Linked DNA regions of Danio rerio: region 1 is linked to region 2. The links are chromatin contacts, called in public Hi-C maps. All regions are on one chromosome and are shown on one strand. The core of a region is the stretch at or near the end of the contact, and the rest is flanking DNA. Distances in the headings are between cores, read along the strand shown. Region 1 has its middle 28 kb from the start of arhgef37. Region 2 overlaps slit3 (slit homolog 3 (Drosophila)).

Region 1 (4,940 bases), core at 2,278-4,777, 290 kb before region 2:
TATACTGTGTATATTAAGATATGATTACACAAATACTTGAAATACGCAAAGAAACATGTTCATATATATATTCTCTTGGATGTAATTACAATGCAATAACAATGTAACTACAATGTTATAATATATTAACAATGTAATTGCAAACGAGAAGTTCATAATTACATATGTACTGTGTTTATTTACATATGCAACTGTAATTAAACAAATTCTGTACATGCAATATACAAATAAATATTTACATTTATAAATATTGCCTTGGATGTAACATCAGTAATTATAACAATGTTGTAACAATGTAATTACATTACAACAATTTAGTAGTTGCCATGTTAATACAATGTTATAACAATGTATTTACAATGCTATAACAATATACATACAATGTTATTACATAGTAATTTCATCCAGAATTAAAGTTTGTAATCACACATGTACAAGTAATGTAATGTCATAGTAAATAAGTTTGCACATGTGTACTGTGTATATTTACTTACACAACTACAGGTAACCAAAGATTGTATATGCAATATGCAAAGAAATATTAACATTTATAAATATCATCTTGGATGTAATGTGTAGTTACATTGTAATTACATAGTAATTACAACCAAGATAAAACTTTTAATTACCTATTACAATGCTATAACAATGTAGTGACTACAACATGCAATATGCAAAGAAACATTTATAAAATTTGTAACTACAATGTTGTACCAATGTAACTATAAAGTTATTACATGGTAGTTACATCCAAAATAAAGTTTGTAATTACATATGTACAGCGTGTATATATAAGTATAAATACACAAATACTGTGAATGAAAGCATTTAGGTCTATAAACATTATTTAGGATGTATTTACAATGCAAAAGCACTGTAATTACAATGTAATGACATAGTAAATACATTTGTAATTACATGTGTACTATGTATATTCATGTATGCAACTATATGTAACCAAAGACTGTCTATGCAATATACAAAGAAACATTTACATTTATAAATATATTCTTTAATGTCACTACAACGTAATTACAATGTAATGACATAATGAGTACAATATAATGACACAGTAATTGCACTCAAGACTAGCTTAGCTAGATTAGCTAACAGTGATTAGCTGTATATAATTAAAGTAAAATAAATGAAAAAATAATGTGATTTTTCTACAAGTGAAGCATGAGCACACACTGCTTTGTATCTTATAAATACAGGCAAGCCTGAAAAATGCACCACCCCTTTAAAACTGTAAAAGAGGAAATAGGAACTCATCGACCTTCCTCCAGTAATTGGCAGTTCATTCTGCTGTGCCGACTGCTGAAGAAGCTAAACCAAAGGAAAGTGAGTGAGATATTTTGATTTTTTTTTTTTTGCTGTTATTTCTTTATTTAAGGGCACACCCAAACCCCAAAGTAGCCTATAGTTTTGCTTCACCTCATACTGCAATAACAGAAGCCACCCAGTGAATATCCAATAGGTTCAAATTTTATAGAATAGGCAACAGTGTCTTGCAGTTTAGATATATTTTAATTGACAATTTGAACATATCACAATCTCACATCAGTTTGTAAAGTTTTGATTAACTGGGTAATTTGTATGAATTTGTATCTCATTTTCTTTTCGGCTTAGTCCCTTAATTAATCCAGGGTCACCACAGTGGAATGAACCGCCATAATTTGTACAATCTAATTGGTACAATTTAATATTATTTTGCCACCTTGGAATTATAAGGTTCTATCTACGTTCTGAAGGATTTTGAGATATTAAGCTTCAAGGTTTTTTGCAATCCATAGCAAACAATATATCTGTAATGTTTGTTTTTTAAAAAAATAAAATGTCTTAAAATGTAAATAACTTTCCCTTCCCATTTACATCCCATTTACATCCCATAATGTAAATAAGTTGTCATTTAATAAGAATATGTCAACAACTCAATTTTGACAAAAATGCCAGATAGATCCTTACAATTCTAAGAGGACAATTTGCTCATGCCCCAGTGTGGGTTAGACTTAGGGGTGGGGTTCAGGAAATGCCTCCTTTTAAAAATTTTACATTTTCATAAAAATTTAATTTTTTGAATTCATATAAATTAGCCACTTTTCTGACAAAAGGTAAAACACTTTTGTTTCCTCATGAGATTGGGCTGACAAGCAGCACACACTGACATATGCAAGGTCGGACATCCTTTCCTATTGGAGGACTGTTTTATGCTACTGAGCTTCACACAGAACATATATACATGTATTTAGACCACTTTAATTATAGATTGCTATCAGGACGTGAAAAGACTTTCAACCAGTATAACGAGAATTGCTTCTTGGAAAAAAGCTTAGCTTTAACACAAACACTATCCCTGCTAGAAAGAGACAATCTTCATGCAGCATTATCAGTATTATAACCACTATTTGTCATTTCTTTGCCAAGCTGATGGTCCGTCTCAGAGGAGAGAAACTGAATTTAAAGTTACAGGGGGAAAAACACATTTATGGACTCTTTGCTCCATATGCTTTCCATGTTTCATTAGCTTTGCCAACTTGTAAATCATCTGTCATGATCCATACTTATCAAGAGTGTATCCAGCATGAAAAATGTATTAGGTTTGAGTGCAGCAAAAGCATTCCATACTCATGTTGTTGCTATAAATTGTAAAGCATACCAATTTAAAGTGCGTTATTTTGCTATATGTGTTGATTTAAGAGCCTCTCGTTTTTGCACCCCGGATTACTTTCCTCATGTTTTAATCTTTTATGGGCTCATTTCTGCAAAGAGCTCTTGCCCATTTCACTCTCTCACCTGGAATTACAAATGATTAATCCTTTAGCCAGGCGCTTACCTCAGCTGTTTGCACATAAACTTGCCACAGGCCAGGATGAAGTGTGTGTGTGTGTTTGTGTTTGTTTTACCATATCTCCAACACCCTGGCTTTTCCTGACAACAGATTTGAGACAAAAGTGCTTTTTGAAGGGGAGCACTAAAGACTTGTTCCCCCGTTGACAGCGTATGGGTGTGTGGACTGCAGCAAGGCACGTTTCCTCTATCGCGAAAGATAATCGAGGAGGGAAGGTGACTATCATCGCCAGCGTTCCAGCTCTTTCCCCTTCCTTTCCCTTTTCAGGATGTCAGCCCAGTTCCCCCTGGCTGAACTACAGAGGAGTCGGCGATCTTGATCTCGTTGCTGCATAATGCTCTCGTTTGCGGTCAGATCTCCAGTGCTGACAGAAGCCGAGTCAACAAAAGGGCATTTGTTTGTGCAACACCTTTAATAATTATCGCTTTTCTGAATGACGACTGTTGCTAAAGCACAATAAAGTAAATACACCTCTGATGGGCTTGCGGGTGATACGTGTAATCTACCTGCTGATGGAGGAGATTCACAGGAGAAGGGTAGATACGTTCTGGGAGAGCCCCTCAACTAGCTGATAACACACTTGAGTGAATGTTTTCCGATGTTGCCATGCGCAGCTTCCTTTGATCCGCTGTGGTCTGTCTCTCTCCTCGAAGGCCATTCATCTATGTTGTCACACTGCTGTTTACTCCGTTGCTAGTGCTGCCAATGTTGTTGTTGTGGCCCTGCATTTTAAGAGCTCTGTAATGAGAAGGAGGCAATGCTTTGTGAGATTTTTTTCAAAGATTACCAGTCCTGGCATGAACCTCAGCAGCGTTTTACTCTAGAATCCAGACCCTATTATGAGGGGTGTGATGTCTTTGTTTCCTATAATGGAGATAATAAAAATGGAGCACAATGTTAGGGCAAATGTCAATGGGATAGAGTTTGCCTATTATTTTGGATTAGTTTCCACTGTTTGTAGATGCTCATTAGAATACATTTACATGAACGCCTTTTGTTTTAATAGTATTGGAGTCCATAGAAATCAAAGTGTATTAACACTATGCACAGTTCGGTTGGGTGGCCCTGGCCTAGTTGGAAGATGTGTGTCAGGATTCCGCCACTATGGTCTTGTTAATTCTTCTTTTTTTGGCAGAGTCCAGACAGTAGTCCTGTCTTGTCTTGTATGTTGTGCTCGGCTCAAGCATTCTTGGGTTGAGCACACATTTTCTGTCATTGTGTGTTTGGCTGCGCTTGGGCTGTGTGCGTTACAGCTTGATGCGTTTGCGATGCACGCTCTCATCCTGGTGTTTGTGTTCATTCTGTCTGCCATATGGTGTTTCATTCCCAACGTCTCAGTCTAGTTGGTTTTAGCTTTGGTTATTGTTGGAATGAAACAAGCACGTTGCATGTGTGAGTGCACGGTGAGTGTTTTCATGTATTGTATACTCGTGTCATGCGTTTAGTCTGTTGGTGTTGTGTTTCGCACGTGGTACATGTTTACATGCGCCATGTAATTCAGTGTCTCATGTGAACACATGGTTAATGAGTTCTAGTCTCATTTAATGTAATCACATGGCTTGTGTTGTTTCATTGTGTAATGTGCTCCTGTCTATTGTCTAGTCCCAGACTCCTTGTAACCCATAGTTTATCCTGTTCACCTGTCTGTTTGTTAATTATTTTTGCTTATATTCTCCTTATGTTTGCTGTCCTGTGTCAGTTCCTCGACGTATCCTGCCTGGTCCTGTCTTTTAGCCCTGATCCCTGCCAGCCTGCCCAGTCTAGTTTGTTTTGTTTGTTTATTTTTTTTGTTAATGTTTTCCCCCTCGGGGTAGTTTGCTTTGCCTTTTATCTTATTATAATTAAAAAACCCATTTTCTTGCACTTGAGTGCTCGCTCCTTTTCCCCCTCACCGAATATGACAATGTGGGCCAGAGTGTGGTTTGGTTTCACTAGGGAATGTACGCTTGTAGCTCAAAAACTGAAGCGTGAGGTCACTTTTAATATATATAGTTGTAGAAACATTTGTACTGTATTGGGTCATTTCTTTATATTACTAATGTTGTTGTATTTTCTCTTAAGTACTTGTCTATATGTTTCAAAAACACTATTA
Region 2 (4,938 bases), core at 2,218-4,717:
AATTAAAAATAATATTATTATTTCTGAATGTTACTAATTAACATTAAATCAATAATACTATTTATTCATTCATTTATTTTTCCTTTGGCTAAGTCCCTTTATTAATCAGGGGTTGACACAGTGGAATCAACCGCCAACTTATCCAGCATATGTTTTACGCAGCGGAAGCCCTTCCAGCCACAACCCAACACTGAGAAACACCCATACACACTCAATCACACACATACACTACAGCCAATTTAGCCTACCCAATTCACCTGTACCGCATGTCTTTGGACTGTGGGGGAAACCGGAACACCCGGAGAAAACCCATGCGAACACAGGAAGAACATGCAGACTCCACACAGAAATGCCAACTGACCCAGTCGTGGCTCAAACCAGCAACCTTCTTGCTGTGAGGCGATTATGCTACCCACTGCATTATTAATAATACTACTAACTGTATTTTGATAAAAAAAAAATTACTTTGGTGAGACATTTTTAGAATTAGTAGTTATTCCAGATTTTGGAACACATGAGGCATCTGAATTGTTCATTTTAATCACATGATCTTTTTTTATCATGAAAACATTACAAAGACACATGTTTTATTCGTTTTTATTGTGTTCTGCATGTGTTTCATATGTTACTTTACCATGTAAAGCTCATGTGGCATAAAATAAAATAACAATGATATTATTAATAATCTGTATTCTGCATTTGAATTTGACAGACTTCAGCAAGTATTCAATAAAATATATTCACGTAGCTAACTAACTGATTAAATTACACTCAAATGTTTGAATAAAATATTAAAGAACTGATAATAAATGTTTAAAAATGTGTCCCTCTCACTTTTTTTAGTGGGCTATTCTGTGAGAATCATCCACCAATGGTATTGCTCCAGAACACAAGTCCATGCGATCAGTCGGATTGTCAAAATGGATCCGAATGTCTGGTCATGGAAGGAGAGCCAGTGTGCCGTTGTCTGCCTGGTTACTTCGGCACTAAGTGTCAAAAAATGGTCACACTGCACTTTCTCGGCAAGGAAGCTTACGTGGAGCTCTCCGGCACCAGGATCCGACCACCCATGCACATTTCCTTCCAGGTACACCTATAACCTGTAACCTTCCTGTAATGCTTTATAATAGATCCCAGATCACCTTCTCTAATATAGACTTCACATTTCAGCCTCAGATAAGTGTGCATATCCTTCACGAGAAGCAATCTAGCTCTGTCATATGTCTTTTTTTTCTCGCATTGCGTGGTCTAAGCCAGCTTTGGCCTCTTTGACATTATGAGAATGTCATCTCTTGTCCACCTGCGTGAATAATTCCTCTCCTGAGGATATATATTATGGTAATGGAGGTTGAGCTGGGCTGTTATCCATGCAATCAGTGGCCCTGTGTAACCGCTAGATCTGCTACAAAAATGAGCCTATCTTCTCACCGTCGGGAGGGCAAGCTAATGTTAATTAAAGTGGGAGAAATTAAAAAGAGCTCAGGAGCTGGTTATCTCCGTGTGGACGTCAGCATCTCTTAGTTTTAGCATCTTTGTTGAACTAGAGGTCTTTGTGAGCTAAGTACAAGTACATTGGTAGTACTCAGTGCTGCTTTTTAATCTGAGTGGGATTTTTCACAAGCAGGAAACAAGATTAGTGAAGTGTTAAAAGAAAACTGTGAAATCCTTGACAATACATCTGGTGTAAAGATTCATTTTTGTCAGTCTGATCACAAGTGGATGTCACTAAACACAGGTGTAAACAGAGTTTAAAATGATTGAAGTTTGGCTTTTGACCACGATCAAGGATGAATGGAAACTCAGTCACATGCATTGCTTTCATTTGCAAAGTGTACTGTAAACGTAGTGTAAATGCATTCATAAAGCCATGAAAGATCATCTGTTCTATGACTAAACACTTGATTGTTTTAGGTCACATTGTACTAGGTTGTACTAAAGCACACATATCATGACTGAAATGTTAGATTGGAACCATATTAGTCTTAAAAATAATACATTTTCAAAATAACACAATTCTTATACAGTATACAAAAGTTTGTTCAAAACACAATGATAAAACACAAGTAAAAGCATAAATATTTCGGCAATTCGTCACACGAATGCGTCTTGCCTGCTGTAAATAAATGGAAAGTGATTGTATGGATATGTTTTTATGTTTAAATGTATATCTTAAGTTCTTGAATTTATTTTAATGTTGCGTTTATCACAATGATGTGATACGTTAGAAAGTCTTCAAATGCCAGTTATAGTATAAGAAAGATGGCTTGGACTAACAACTTTGTTAAACAGCAACTGATTGTTTTTCATTAACTAAAACAACTTTTAATCATAAGGAAATACCTTCGGTTAAAAAAATAAGGCTTTACTTACTTTTTGAGGCTAGTTTTTTATCCACCATGGTGAAATTTATCTTCTTTGTGTACACAGAATGTCTTTAAGGTGGTGGTAGCTGTTTGTAATGCCTGATAGAAGGTTCTCCAAACTCAAGTGATTCCAAGAATTGCCTTTAAAAAGCATGTTAATGTCGGAATAACACTTGCCAAGCTGTAATGGTACTTTGGAAATAAATGCTATATTGAACAATTTAAATACTATAAAAATCTTAGATATCTGAAAATAAAATTCCGGTAAAAAATGTGTATCTTTAAATGTTTATGAGTAGTATCCTCAGACTTGCTGTAAAATATATATTTTTTGTTTAGGTTCTTCTTATTTTATTTACTTACATTTTATTTAGTTTTTTAGACAGAACAGAAAAACAAAACTAAGAAAAAGCAAGTCTCCAGCAAGCTTTTTTTTTTATGTCTAATAGACGTCTAAACAGTCATCTTGGCTAAAACAAGGCTAAAAATCTGGGCTGTCAGTGAAAATCTAATAGATGTCAAATAAACAACAATTAATGACTACATATATAAAGTCTGTCTAATGTTTTGGGCTATTCTTAGAGATCTATAAGATTTTCACTGACAGCCCAAGTTTAGCCTTGGTTTAGCCAAGCTGTCTACATTTAGATGTCTATTAGACATCTATTAAACACAAAATTGTTTGCTGAGTCAGACTTGTAAAATAAAAAACAAAAACAAAACAATATCTATTCAGCACAATTCATCCGCTTTCTCCAAAAACATTAAGAAAAGGTTGCCATATGGTAAATAATCTCTTATATGACCCTTTCAAAGAGCATCAACGTTTTTTGCTGTAAAATATTTCATAAGATTTAACAATATTTTACCTTCTCGCTTTGTTCAGTCGCACCAACTGACTGTGAACAGCCCCTAAAGGACAACACGCAGATTCTGCAGGCGCTTGGGAGCAGCAAATATAGAAAAGCAATCAAATTAGGATGCTTTTTTTATTTCCAGCGTTCTTAGTAAAACTGTGCTAAACAGTGTTAATGACTTGGTCCTCCTGTGACACATCCACTGACAGAAAGCGAATACAGGGACACATTATCTTCTTCATATCCCTCCAGGCTATGAATGTAAGCAGTCCACTCGGCCCCTAGCTGATGTGTGTAGGGGCTTCCACACTCCATAAGCTATCAACTGCTCTTTTCTTTCCCCTCATCCTCCCGGACTAGCGCTTATATATAAACGTGAGCTGTTTTCCATCACAGCTTGCTCTCAGGCGTTTCGTTTGATGCCCTCGACTAAACAGGGAGTTAAGTTCAAGGCCTGCAGCGGTTGTCTTTCAGCGTATGTGTTGCGTCAAAATAGTGTGCTTATCACACACTCTTGATTGTTTTGTACTTTTTTTTCCTTTTAGCCCTCCACCTCGATCACTTCGAGAAGTGTTCCTGCCGTTCTCCTTCACTGAACTTTCAATGTCTCTTTCCCAATTCCCCTCTTTCTGTCTTTGCAGGTAGCCACTGATAAGGATAATGGCATTCTGTTGTATAAAGAGGACCATGACCCACTCGCCCTAGAACTGTACCAGGGACACATCCGTTTGATCTATGACATTTCCAAATACCCCCCAACCACTGTGTACAGGTGAGGATAGAGTGAACATGCACACATACTTGTGGACAGTTTTTATTTTATTGAATACCCTCCTAAAGGTACATCTTTGTACCTTATTTACACTTGAAGTTTTGTTGTAGTACTGTGCATTGTAAAGTTGTAGTAAAGTGCATATTACTATTAGTATGGAAACTTAAGGGGTGGATAATGAACAAAATTATACATTTACTGCTGGCTTTATGAACACTAGAACTACATAGGCAGCTTGACTGTTTTCAATATTTGCAATTTTGATAACTTTGTTGAAATTAAACCCACAAAACTATAATACCCTAACTTTAAAAAAATGTTTATATTCCATTTTAACCTTGTTTTTTTATTAAAATTACAAAAAACAAGAAAATTTCTACCTTTAACTAGCATATCGTTCAAAATGACAGCATGCATTTCAGTGTCTGCTACTTTTCCCCCTGCCTATTTAACTACATCAACGTATACAACTTCAGATATACGTTATTTTTTAAATGTATATCTATAACATATTTCGGTGCCACGAAAAGCTTTCTGCGCTGCTCATGAAAGTGAAAATTAAATTGAGGTGCAGTTATTTGTGCTCCAGTACAAATTTATAGTATGTATAACCAAAAAGACTGTATTATTAGGGTGATGACTTAATGAAATATGACGACAGACATCCAAATTTAATTTTAATATCTAAATGAAAGCTTTTAATATTAACATGACGTGGTAATTCTAATAGTTATAGAATTCTGGTAATTCTTGTGTTAAAATACTATGGTTTAGGGCATAGAAACATGAATATTTTTGATAAATATATGCTACATGTGTAGTTAAAATGGATAGGAAAAGACTTGCATTTCTTTTTGGCAAAATAATTATAATACAATGGGCTGGATTAGACTGGTTGAAAGAAAAGAAACTTATTTTTTGTTATGTTTCACATCATCCAGAAAAT

What was found. A called contact is a pair of places that touch in the nucleus more often than the background predicts.
Region 1: a Hi-C map of embryo shows a contact between it and region 2, with 2.5 times the contacts expected there. The contact joins two enhancer-like sites. A contact is called at or near these places in 2 of 18 Hi-C or Micro-C datasets (caudal fin and embryo) and 1 of 4 datasets of contacts at active chromatin or transcription factors (caudal fin).

Annotation. Positions count from the first base shown.
Region 1 is chr14:29,072,753-29,077,692 of GRCz12tu, reverse strand. No RefSeq gene overlaps it. Among named protein-coding and RNA genes, the nearest start is that of arhgef37, 28 kb to the left of the region's middle. Within about 2 kb of position 3,527, at least 4 of the 62 cell types and tissues checked have an H3K27ac peak or open chromatin away from gene starts, as enhancers often do.
Region 2 is chr14:28,780,285-28,785,222 of GRCz12tu, reverse strand. It overlaps slit3 (slit homolog 3 (Drosophila)), which reads left to right. Exons shown (of 36, transcript NM_131736.3): 31 at 844-1,087; 32 at 3,862-3,992. Among named protein-coding and RNA genes, the nearest start is that of mir218a-1, 52 kb to the left of the region's middle. Within about 2 kb of position 3,467, at least 3 of the 62 cell types and tissues checked have an H3K27ac peak or open chromatin away from gene starts, as enhancers often do.